Linked DNA regions of Mus musculus: regions 2, 3 and 4 are each linked to region 1. A link is a contact called in public Micro-C and promoter capture Hi-C data. All regions are on one chromosome and are shown on one strand. The core of a region is the stretch at or near the end of the contact, and the rest is flanking DNA. Distances in the headings are between cores, read along the strand shown. Region 1 holds the start of Tafa2 (TAFA chemokine like family member 2). Region 2 has its middle 5.3 kb from the start of Gm24179. Region 3 has its middle 140 kb from the start of Gm40797. Region 4 has its middle 41 kb from the start of 1700025K04Rik.

Evidence for each region. Promoter capture Hi-C pulls out the DNA fragments that hold promoters and counts their contacts. Hi-C and Micro-C count contacts between places; a contact is called where the count stands out from the background.
Region 2: a promoter capture Hi-C map of hippocampal neurons shows a contact between it and region 1, with 4 times the contacts expected there. The contact joins the enhancer-like site here to the promoter of Tafa2 in region 1. A contact is called at or near these places in 9 of 39 promoter capture datasets (the 3T3-L1 cell line, the C10 cell line, cranial neural crest and 6 more), 5 of 484 Hi-C or Micro-C datasets (the G1E-ER4 cell line, peritoneal macrophages, uterus and 2 more) and 1 of 115 datasets of contacts at active chromatin or transcription factors (embryonic forebrain).
Region 3: a Micro-C map of palatal mesenchyme shows a contact between it and region 1, with 3 times the contacts expected there. The contact joins the enhancer-like site here to the promoter of Tafa2 in region 1. A contact is called at or near these places in 5 of 39 promoter capture datasets (cranial neural crest, frontonasal cranial neural crest, maxillary cranial neural crest and 2 more), 71 of 484 Hi-C or Micro-C datasets (the 3T3-L1 cell line, the AML12 cell line, the AtT-20 cell line and 47 more), 4 of 115 datasets of contacts at active chromatin or transcription factors (astrocytes, embryonic basal ganglia, embryonic forebrain and 1 more) and 2 of 9 other capture datasets (adipose tissue and liver).
Region 4: a contact with region 1 is called in a promoter capture Hi-C map of hippocampal neurons, with 6 times the contacts expected there. The contact joins the enhancer-like site here to the promoter of Tafa2 in region 1. A contact is called at or near these places in 8 of 39 promoter capture datasets (the 3T3-L1 cell line, cranial neural crest, frontonasal cranial neural crest and 5 more), 27 of 484 Hi-C or Micro-C datasets (MC3T3-E1-derived osteoblasts, adipose-derived mesenchymal stem cells, cardiomyocytes and 19 more), 2 of 115 datasets of contacts at active chromatin or transcription factors (astrocytes and embryonic forebrain) and 1 of 9 other capture datasets (pancreatic islet).

Annotation. Positions count from the first base shown.
Region 1 is chr10:123,262,773-123,265,349 of GRCm38.p6, reverse strand. Tafa2 (TAFA chemokine like family member 2) reads right to left here and starts at 1,274. Exons shown (of 5, transcript NM_001252387.1): 1 at 1-1,274.
Region 2 is chr10:126,844,477-126,847,053 of GRCm38.p6, reverse strand. No RefSeq gene overlaps it. Among named protein-coding and RNA genes, the nearest start is that of Gm24179, 5.3 kb to the right of the region's middle. Within about 2 kb of position 1,308, at least 99 of the 459 cell types and tissues checked have an H3K27ac peak or open chromatin away from gene starts, as enhancers often do. A contact at or near this core is called in embryonic forebrain, hippocampal neurons, second pharyngeal arch cranial neural crest and 2 more, where this site is marked.
Region 3 is chr10:126,520,752-126,523,328 of GRCm38.p6, reverse strand. No RefSeq gene overlaps it. Among named protein-coding and RNA genes, the nearest start is that of Gm40797, 140 kb to the left of the region's middle. Within about 2 kb of position 1,303, at least 24 of the 459 cell types and tissues checked have an H3K27ac peak or open chromatin away from gene starts, as enhancers often do. A contact at or near this core is called in cerebellum, embryonic fibroblasts, palatal mesenchyme and 2 more, where this site is marked.
Region 4 is chr10:126,329,211-126,331,787 of GRCm38.p6, reverse strand. No RefSeq gene overlaps it. Among named protein-coding and RNA genes, the nearest start is that of 1700025K04Rik, 41 kb to the left of the region's middle. Within about 2 kb of position 1,302, at least 31 of the 459 cell types and tissues checked have an H3K27ac peak or open chromatin away from gene starts, as enhancers often do. A contact at or near this core is called in cerebral cortex, embryonic fibroblasts, hippocampal neurons and 1 more, where this site is marked.

The sequences.
Region 1 (2,577 bases), core at 25-2,524:
AAGGCTAAAGGGGGGCTCGGCAGCGTCTTCACCTACAAGCTGGGGTCCCCCTTCCCCGAAGCAAAAGGAAGGTGCAGCGCGCGAGGTCGGTCCCCGGGCTCTGCTCTTTATCCCACAGTGTCAAAGTAATCGGAAGGGTCGTCGACCGAGGGGGAGAGCCAAAGTCTCCGCAGCCCCCGGCGGCGCCCGCGGTCGCCCGCTGTCCCCGGCGATGCGCTGCGCGCGGTGGTGCGCTCGGCTCCCGCGACTGCGAGGATCCAGGCGGGCTCCAGCCACCGCCGCTCTTATTCCATCTCCGGTTTGTTTGCTTTGAGCGGCGAGCGAGGACTTTTCCTCTCGCCCCGCGTCGGCTCTCCCTTGCACACAAACGCGCGCGCTCACACGTTCCCCCTCTCCCGCCCTCCCCCGGGTTCTCTAGGGAAAGGCAATTGGACGCGGTGATTCACCTTCAGCAGAGCAGCCTCCGCCGCCGAGCACACTCCTCGAGTTCCCCGGCTCTCCCAGGTCTGCAGGCTCCCGGTGTGGAGCGGTTCTGAGCAGGCTCGCGGGCTGTGCGCTCGGCCGGCGTCCTCCCCGGGAGACGCCTGCGTTCCCGCAGCTCGCACTCGGGTCCCGCGGGTGCCCTCTCGGACACCTGGGCGCCGTCGAGTCGCGTCCACTTAGCAGCAACTCCCGGCCAGCTGCAGCCCCTCGATCGCGCCTCCAAGTGCAGCCGGTAGAGCTCCTCGCATCCCACCCGCCGCCACTCTCCGCATCGTGTGCTCCAAGGGAGGGAACCCCTCTGCTGTCCCCCCAAGTCACGAGCGCGCCGGCACCTTCACCACCTTGGAGGTGCGAGTTCCAGCAGCAGACACAAGCGAGCAGGTGTCGCCTGTGTCACTTCGCCAAAGGCGGGAGTGAGAAAGAACGGAACAAGGGGAGGGGCCCGAGGAAACAAATCCAGATCACCAGAAGAAAAAAAAAAAAAAAGCCAAAAAATAAAATAAAATAAAATAATTTTAAAAAGCAATCAAAGCTTCTCCCTCTCTGAGTCCCACCACAAGCTCTGTACTGTTAAAATACACTAAAGATAATGTTCGAAAGTCACCCCAACGGGCAGAGCCCTGCTAGTCCACCCTAGACCCCTGTTCCACTCAGCGGGCTGGCCGTTGGGAGCGACTGGCCCCACTGTACAAAGCACAGAGAAGGCAGGCAAAGATGGGTTCTGACACTCCAGGCTGAGTTAAGCAGTAAAATGGGACGGCTGGACCGGGAGGCTTTGACTCCCTCTGTCTCCCTCCCAATTCTGTCAGCAGTGGCTGCAGATGCTGAGAGCAAACCACCTTCCTGCAGAAAGAAAAAAAAAAAAAAAAAAGTATAAGACAGCAAACGTTGCAAATGCTGGACTATGTCTCCCTCTAGCGGTAAATCTGGATTAGAACGCTTTGCCGGCTGTCACGGAGACTCATAATTTTTCTTCCAAAAAAATAAACAAGAATTTTCTTACACTATCCGATTTAAGAGGATTTTGAATTTCTACAACTAACAAATTCTGACAGAGTCAAAGTTAAGGGGGTTTTAACACAATCCCATGATAGCATATTCATTGCTAAAGGAATATCCTAACTTTACAGAGATTTCAGAGACAGATCCTAGAAGGTCATGTCCTTAAGGTTTGGCCAAATTGGGTCCTGGTTTAAGCGGTGTACATAAGATCTTCCAAGAAAGGACTTCTTAGACTCAGCTCATTTTGATCGTGCTTATGAATGAGAAAACATTTAAGCTAGTGGTTAGGATAGTACGAAAAATGAGTAAGACTTAGACACAATGAGAGAAAATGTCGACTCTGGAACGCTTACTCAGGGATCTTGTCTGTAACTGACTCCTCTCTCGTTCCACTAGGTTAATTTTTCAAACTAGCTAAATTCTCCCCAGGTCTAAGTAGTTGTGTTTCCCCAGCCCTGAGTCATTGAAAGATTAGCATAATTCTTTCCACCATCTATAAACTACCACTTATTACCATAGTTACTAAGAACTAAGGAATATGTTTTAGCTGGTGATTTTATGGTAACATAATTTAGCCTTATTTTCTATCTAAAGGGTTTTATGTAGTTGATTTGGGAGGGCTATTTTAACAAAGCATTCCTGCAAATTTTATTAAAAAGATTTGTTACGTCAGACACAACTAAGCTAGGCACACCTGTAACTTTGCTGTTTAGAGTTTGTGAACATTGTCATTTAGTGGGAGGTGTGCCTTAGGCATTTGTGTGCTTTTAAATAGAAAATATGTATCAAGGTCATGATTAAACAGTTTTCTATTCATTTTGAATTTTTTATTTATTCTTTTCTAACTTGATCATTGTACTTAGTCTACTCTTTAAAAAAGGCAATAATTTACTTTTTCAATTGGGAGTAACTGAAGCAATTTCAAATAAAAATCCAAAACAAAATAATATAGGGTTTTGAATTTTAATCGATTGTATCTGGTAGGTTTGTGAGACTCCGGGGCATGGCAATCATTGTGCACAACATATCTTCAAATGACCTCTTTCAAAAGACCAGTGTCTCGTATGATTAAAGACTTTTATTTTATCACAA
Region 2 (2,577 bases), core at 59-2,558, 3.6 Mb before region 1:
AATGGAGGACTCCCGTTCTCAGCGGGGTTTCCTCCTCTCTGTCTGATCTTATCTAGAGACTGTCTCTAGGCACAGGTGCCCTACCTTATCTGGAGGATGACCCTGCACAGAGCTTCCTGTAAATGCTACTCCATTCAGCTCCGAGGTCCTGCTCAGCCCTTACTGTGAATGATAACGAGGTACAGCACTTCCCACCTGTAACCCCCCCCCCCCCAAAACCTCTGAGCACAGTCACATAGTCTATGGCCAGATTATAGGTTAAACACTCCCCCTTCCCCACTTCCATTGAACCTGAACATGCCTGGCAGGTTCTTGGAATTCTTCTTCATGCAAAAGAAGTATTCCCACCCTACCTACCCACTCCTCAAGATCTATATAAACCTTGTTCATCCCCAATAAAGTGGAACTGTCTCATTGAAGTTGATCCTGGAAGTCAGTCCCAGCTGTTCGAGCCCTACCCCACCCCCACCCCACTTCTGCTTCCTTCGTGCTTGCTGGCTGGTGGGCAACAGCCCTGGGGAAGAAGGGGGCATCACATTCCTGCTGCTTGCTGTTCCTGATGTAGAACTCTCAGCTACCTCTCTAGCACTGTGTCCGCCTGCATGCTGCCAGGCTTCCTGTCTCGAAAACAGTGGGCTAAACCTCTGAAACTGTAGGCTAGTCTCGGCTAAATAGTTCCCTCTATGAGTTTCCAGGAGCACGGTGTCTCTTTGCGGCGAAGAGCATGGTCGATGATAGCTTGTATTCTGAGCTATGCTGACTTTGGCTCAACTGGAATGCTATATTAAACAATTAACAATTACATAAAAATATATCACAAACTGTTTATAGCCCAGGGTCTTGATATGGAAACCATATTCCTCAGTATGAAGCTATCACAGAGCCTTCTTTATGGGTCAGCAGCCCTTTACCTGTGAAGTTTGTTCTGTGGAGTCCTGCTTTCAAGTCTCTGTTTATGAACTTTCTCCATGTCCCACACCAGCCTTTTCCGGTCTCTGTAGCATCAGATTCCCTGTTGGAGCTAAAAAAAAAAAACAAAACAACAACAAAAAACCCCAGAACACAACAAAGTCCCTGAGGGTGGGACCCAGTCATCTCTTCTTAAAAATCTCCACAAGTGCTCCTAATGTGCAGCTAGAGTTGAGACTCCGTGTTTTAAATACCAAATTTTCATTTCAGTGTTGCTACGGTGATTTGTTTCCTCCAAAACGGTTCTGCAAAGAGCCTGTTGCTAACCCTCGAGAAGTAGGGAATTGGTAGCTGGCTTGCTCAGTGCCTGAGCTCTGCCTCTCTCAGCCTGGAGCTGTGTGCAGGCTGCAGATTGCATTCTATTTACTTGCCTGCTGTTCAAACAGAAGAACTCTCTTATTTGAATCTCTCTTAGGATGAACAACTTCCCCATTGTGGACTAATCTGAAGACAAGAAGTCCCATTAGGCAGAAGCACAGACCCTGGGATATGTCCGTGCTATTAACAGTCTATCCATTTCTGCTCTTGCAGTTTTGTGGGGGTGTTTCCCTGCCTGATGCAGGCCACCGACAGTTTTTTGCTTTTCTTTCTAAGAGCCGGTCAAAACAGGCTGGGGAGTCTGCAGCAGACATCAGCCGGAGGAGGTACGGAGAGGCCAACTGCCGGTTAGATTTAATAGGCTTTAAAAGGTTGCCAGCTGAGAAAGGAGTTATGCCACTGCCCAATTATCTCCCCTCCTCCCCTGTTCTGGTGGCCTCCATGCTACCAGAGAGAAATAAACTATCCTAGGGAGGAGATTTGGAAGTCTTTAGAACCATTTGCAGACTCTTAGGTTAAATATGCGGAATTGCGCCCTTTTGTCACCGGAGGTATCTTTTAGTGCACTAAGCATTGGCTAATTTTTTTTTTTTTTTTTTTTTTAGTGAAATGTATACATCCAAGTTACTCCCTCCCCCCCCCCCCCCCCTTTGGGTCAGATGCGTACATATTGTTCCTGAACATTCCTCCCCGGGAGAAAATGAAAAACCATATTTAAAAATGAGGAGGAGGAGCAGTAGGAGGAGGAGACGTTGACTCTGAAATCCTGCCTAATCCGAACTGTGAAGTGGGCCAAGTGAGTCTTTAAAAAGAACAAATGCGGGTTAGAAAAGAACAAATGCGAGCACGGAGCGGAGTTCTCAGCACCCTCCTCTAGGGGGCGCAAAACTTCGTGTACCGCGAGCTTCCGGACTGGCCAAAGCCTCCTCACAGACACATAATTAAAAATAATAGAAGTTAAAAGAAACCATACCAAATGTGGTGTAGAGAGAATGGCTTATGCATTATGTGGCAGCATCTCCTGCTGATGGCCTATTAGCTCAGGCAGGAAATAGAAGGTGGGACTTCTGGCAGAGAGAGAAGGAATTCTGGGAAAGAGTCAAGAGAAGAGCATTCGTCCTGAACTTTGAGGAAGTTGGATGCATGAAACTGAGGCGAGGTGACCAGCCGTGTGGTGGCAGACATAGAATAGAATAAACGGGTTATGTAAGTTATGAGCTAGTTGGGAATGCGCCAATGCTTATGGCAGAGGTGTTTATTCATAAATAAGTCTCAGGATCATTTTTTCTG
Region 3 (2,577 bases), core at 54-2,553, 3.3 Mb before region 1:
ATTCAACTGGAGCAAAGATCTATTCCATCCTTCATAAGGTATGTTGCAGATTCTTGAAGAAAATCTTGTCCTGGCGTTTCATGCAGCAGACCAGACCATGTGCACTGTTCATGCAGCAGGTTAGACCATTTTTCACTGTTCATGCAGCAGGTTATACCATTTTCACTGTTCATGCAGCAGGTTAGACCATTTTCACTGTTCATGCAGCAGGTCACAGCGTGTTCAATGTTTCTTGTTTCTGATCTATTCACATACATTTTGTTTTGAATGTTTGGTTCCTTAGAAAGAAGAGCCAAAACCAAAATGTGGGTGCAAATACTTTGTCAGGGCATAGCTTAGGTAGCAGGAGTGGGGGAGGGAGGGAGGGAGGGAGGGAGGGAGAGAGGGAGGGAGAGACAGACAGAGACATCGACAGACAGAGACACAAACAGACAGAGAGACAGAGAGGGGGAGGGGAGGGGGAGGGGAGGGGGAGGGGGAGAGGGAGGAGACTTTAGCCCCAAGCCCCAGGATTTAGCAGACATTATGCCAGGAACTAGAGAGTAGGGGTTTCTGCAGAAGGAAGTATTATTCTTAACAAGGGTTGCCTTTAATTGGGGAGGTTGAAGACACAGCTGAACAATGCCTGAAAACTACGCTGGGGAGAGGCACAGTCTGACTGCAAAATTCAACAGTCCTTACATTCCTGACCTCAAGTCCACTGTGAAGCCAGCCGAAGCTCCTTACTTTAGAAGCTGTATTTGGTGCATTTAATTTTAAACAAATATTCCTTGTTTTAAAATTACAGCCTTTTATTGGTGAGAGCGTTTGTATTCTCCGGCACTGCTCTGTCTCTTAGGAATCATAGCTTCCCCTATGAATCACCGTCATGCTTCCTCACATGGGTAAAGAGACCTTGCCTGTAAAAGGTTAAACTGCAGCATATTTTTCCTTTTCCTTCCCTTGGCAAGGACACTGCAGAGCCTTCATAAACAAAAGCCAAAATGTAGACAGCCCAGAAGTGGTTTCAGCCTTTAAAACAAAAAACAAAAACCAAAAAAATCCACCAAGCCTTTTTCCCCCCCTTCTTCTTTTAAACACGGTGAATTGAAGAATACTTCAGAAAAATAAGGAGCAGGTGGTGGCTGCAGCCTGCAGGGCAGACAGACAAACAGACAGACAGCAACTTCTCATCTGGGTGCTTTGGGACAGGCACACAGGTTTATGCATCACTTTAGCCCGCAGACATGGGGAGGCTCTGGACCTCTGTGCCCTGGAGGCCAGGGGCTCCTGACTAACATATGGGAAGGATTTAGAGATGAGGGAAAAGCCTAGGAATGAATACAGAGAGAAATTATGTGCCTAACAGCTGGAAGTCATGAGCTCCATATTAAAGAAGGATTGATAGCAAGAAATCTGGCACTCCCCTTTCCCATAGACAAATGAATGGCTTGAGGACTGAATGCCTTTCTAAGAGTCTTGACTTCTCTTTAAATGGAATGATTGTATTTGCTTTCACAAGGGATAGTTATGGCTGTATTAGGTATGGATTGGGAATTATTGAATTCAAGGATGAATTTGCAGAGACATTAATTAAGCACCTGAAAACTAATCTGCGGTTGGACCACAGCCTCATCTTTGAGGTCTTTCCAATCGAGGCTTGTTACTATCAAATGGGGATTATTACTGATCAATATTTGTCACCCAGCTTATCGTTTCTGTCACTCCTTGTCACACCAAGACACATTAGGCAACCCTCTTTTGTTTAAGAGAATAGGGGGTGCTCAGACTATTTGCTCAAATCACCCCATAATAGACAAAGACTTACACTTGGCCCAACCAACACATATGATCCTGTCCTCTGCATTGGGGTTCCTAGACCCAGGTAAGTCTCCCAATTATCCACGGAGCTTTAGAGAGTTGCAAATTCCCATTCCTCTTGGTGAGGCATACGACTACTAAATTATCTGATCTGTCCAGTTACGGGGACTGCGTTCGGGAAAACAGGATCTGAGTCTCCTCAAGCAGGACAAATTCTTCCGTGCCTTGGGGGAAGGGCAAGCATATGTTCTAAAGGCAAACACAGGGCCAGAGATGGGAAGCATTAGCGTCCACTCAACCATGCAGACTGCAAAAGACAGGGACTAGCCGCCTCATTTGGATGACTCACGTGCTTGGAAGCATGTAACGAAGCCAGATCCCAGCAGGATAAGCTGAGCAATGTTCCATCTTTGAAGGTACTGGGAAGTATCACCAATTGCCAGTGCCAAAGATGCCAGTTGATGCAGGTTAGAGATACAGCCACCTATTGTGTAACAGTGGGGTTGCTTTCTGAGGAACGCTTCCTTAGGCAGAGGCCCTGAACAAATGCCATGGGATGTGCTTACAGAAACGATGATGGCTGTGATGTCTCTTGATGCTGTGTGCAGTCTTATGGACCAGCATTGTATATGTCATCTGTCCTTGACTAAAACAGTATGCGGCATTTGGCTGGGCTTCTGCTAGAGAATGGGTCCAAACCCAAACTGAGGAATGACTATCAGACGTGTCTAATTTTTGGTTTCTGGATGAGTCAAGCATCAAAGTGAATATGGAAAA
Region 4 (2,577 bases), core at 53-2,552, 3.1 Mb before region 1:
AATTTCAGGCTGTTGCTCCAAGTAGAAACGAGCTCTAATTATCTCTCCGATTTTCATATGATTTTCAATAAGTCAGCATTACTGCTGTGGCTGATGAACTGGAAAGCCCAGAAAAGCAGGCTCGACTTTTCTGTGCCCTCTGAATCCTTTGAAATGTTTTAGAATCACTGTCTTTGAAGGATTTGTTTGTGCAGAGAGAAAGAAAAGGAGAGGTTGGGAAATGGTTTCGTATACTGTTGTGTCTGATCTAGTAAACTCCGTGTTCAGGCTTGCTATAGTGGCTAAGTCGGCCACCAAAACACCACGGGGGTTACCAAATGGCTCGGTACTGAACTTCTCAGGGCTCACTGGATATCTTAGCCCCACCCAAAAATGTATCCTGCTACATCTAACGGAGAAACAGTGTGAAAACACACAGAGAACACTTTTGTAAGATCGTCTTCTTTAAATGTCTCCTGCTTGGGGGACATCACTTGGGAATCAGCTCTATGCAAAATACCTTGTAATAACCTTTTCTGTGGAGATAGGGACCTCTAATCATATTTCAACCGCGAGATACACACACGTGCTTCAAGTTAAGGGAATTCTATTTATGCAGTTCTGAGTGTCCTTGTGGGGGGTGGGGTGGGGGAGGGAATAACTTAGGGAAAACTTTCTGCTGTCAGACAACCGTTCTCTTTTGTATAATTGTGCATGGAAAGCAAATAATAGTATAGTGCATGATTTAATGATTTAGGCATTTATTAATTCATTTTTAAAAAAGGAACCTTGAGGGTGGGGGGAGTTAAAAGCAAATTTCCTGCAGCAAGGAAACGAAGCCCTTAAGGTTATCCAGTTCATTTATCGTTGGAGTTAATTAAACAGTGACCTGGACTTTTCACACAGTAATTACTCTTGATGAAAAATTAACTACAGTCTTCCAGTAAGAAAGCACACACAGCAAGTTGTTAGAGGGTGGCTGGCCTGACCCAGGACGCTGGCTCGGCGGCCACAGTTCCTGTAGGTGGCAGTGAAGCACCGCACGAGCCGCCGGCCTCGGCCCAGACTGCGCATGCGCTACGTGAAGGGCAGGCGCTGCCCGGAGCATGCTCTGCCCTCAGGCCAGCAATTTCACTAAGTTCCTGGCTACCTACTCAATTTCATAGCCGCATCTAAATGAATCTTTTCTGAACTCAGCAGAAATACAAACTGCTCCTTCATATACCCCAAATTGTCCTTCTGGTGGAGCTGGAGCTGGCTTCTGTTTTATTTTTTCCTTTTTTTTTGAATTTCAGCATTGGCCTTATATGGAGGGAGTGGGGTGGAGAATTAGGGCTAAACCCTCCGCTTGAATTGTCAAAGCCATTTAGCTTAGCTGTGGCCCAGCCTGCTTAGGGGGAAAAAAAAAGTAAATCTATAAACTGAGGATCACAAACCTGCCCTACCCAGGAAAGATGTCCCGGAAAGCCCATAACTAGATTTCTTTCTTCTTGTGTTTTTCTTTATTCTGCTGCTTTCCTTCCTGCTATTCAAAAATAAATAAAATCCCCTACTCTGCTCAAAAGGCCAGGATGATTAGAATTTACACAGCAACCAAAACCATGAGTCATCTAGGTAACTTGCAACTTTCAATTTGGCAATAGTCTGATTCTATTTTATTATTATTATTAATATTATTATTGTAACTTGTTTTCCTGTTTGACCTTAGATCGGGGTTACTTGATAGTGTAGGGTGATGAGGATTCTGAAACTGTGTGGGTTTCTCCGTCATTTCAGGCAAAATTTCTCTCTCCTGCTTCCTGCCTCCAGTTTCCCATTCTTTTGGTGGCAAGAAGATAGACTGCACAGTGTCTCCCACATGTCTCTATGTCATGTTGCCTTGGGTCACAATACCGACTGTAGATGCGAGAAGAGTAACCCCCCTCCTCCAACCTCTACCCTGTGCACAGATATATCTAAAATGATTCCTGGGACTTCACTGTTGATATAGCTTGTACAAAAAATTTTATAAGCAAGATCCGGCAGAAAATAGACAGTCAAAGCAATTTATGGACTAAGTAAGAGGTACACTGGAAATAAAATTGAAGTTTAAAGACAAAGAAACTGGGGAAAGAAAAGACAACGGTCTAACTAACAGTCCACAAGGCATCAGAAGGGTTTAAGAAAAACACATCTTGACGTCTGGGCGCTGAAGGAGGTAGGAAAGGGGGTGACTGGTAGTATTGAGCCAATGCCTCTCAGAATTGGAAGAGCGGCAAATCAAAGAAGATTCTGGGAAGATGAAGGATGGGGCCTGCCGTTGAGCATCAGGGAGATTAGCAGAGCAGAGAGCTGGAGCCATGGTGAGTGGTAAAAGAAAGATTGGGGAATCTGGCAAGGGTGGCTGACCGGGTACAATTACAGGGTTGACAAATGGGCTGAGAAGAGAGAGGGGTTGAGAGATGGGGGGGGGGGGGGCATCTTAGAGATCATCCACAGTAAAGCCAATGCTTTTGTATTCTCCAAGGCTTTAGATAAAGACACATTTATGTGGAGTAAGAAAGAGCTCGTAAGAGGAAATTCTATGTTAAGAAATTTCCACTATAATAAAAACCACAC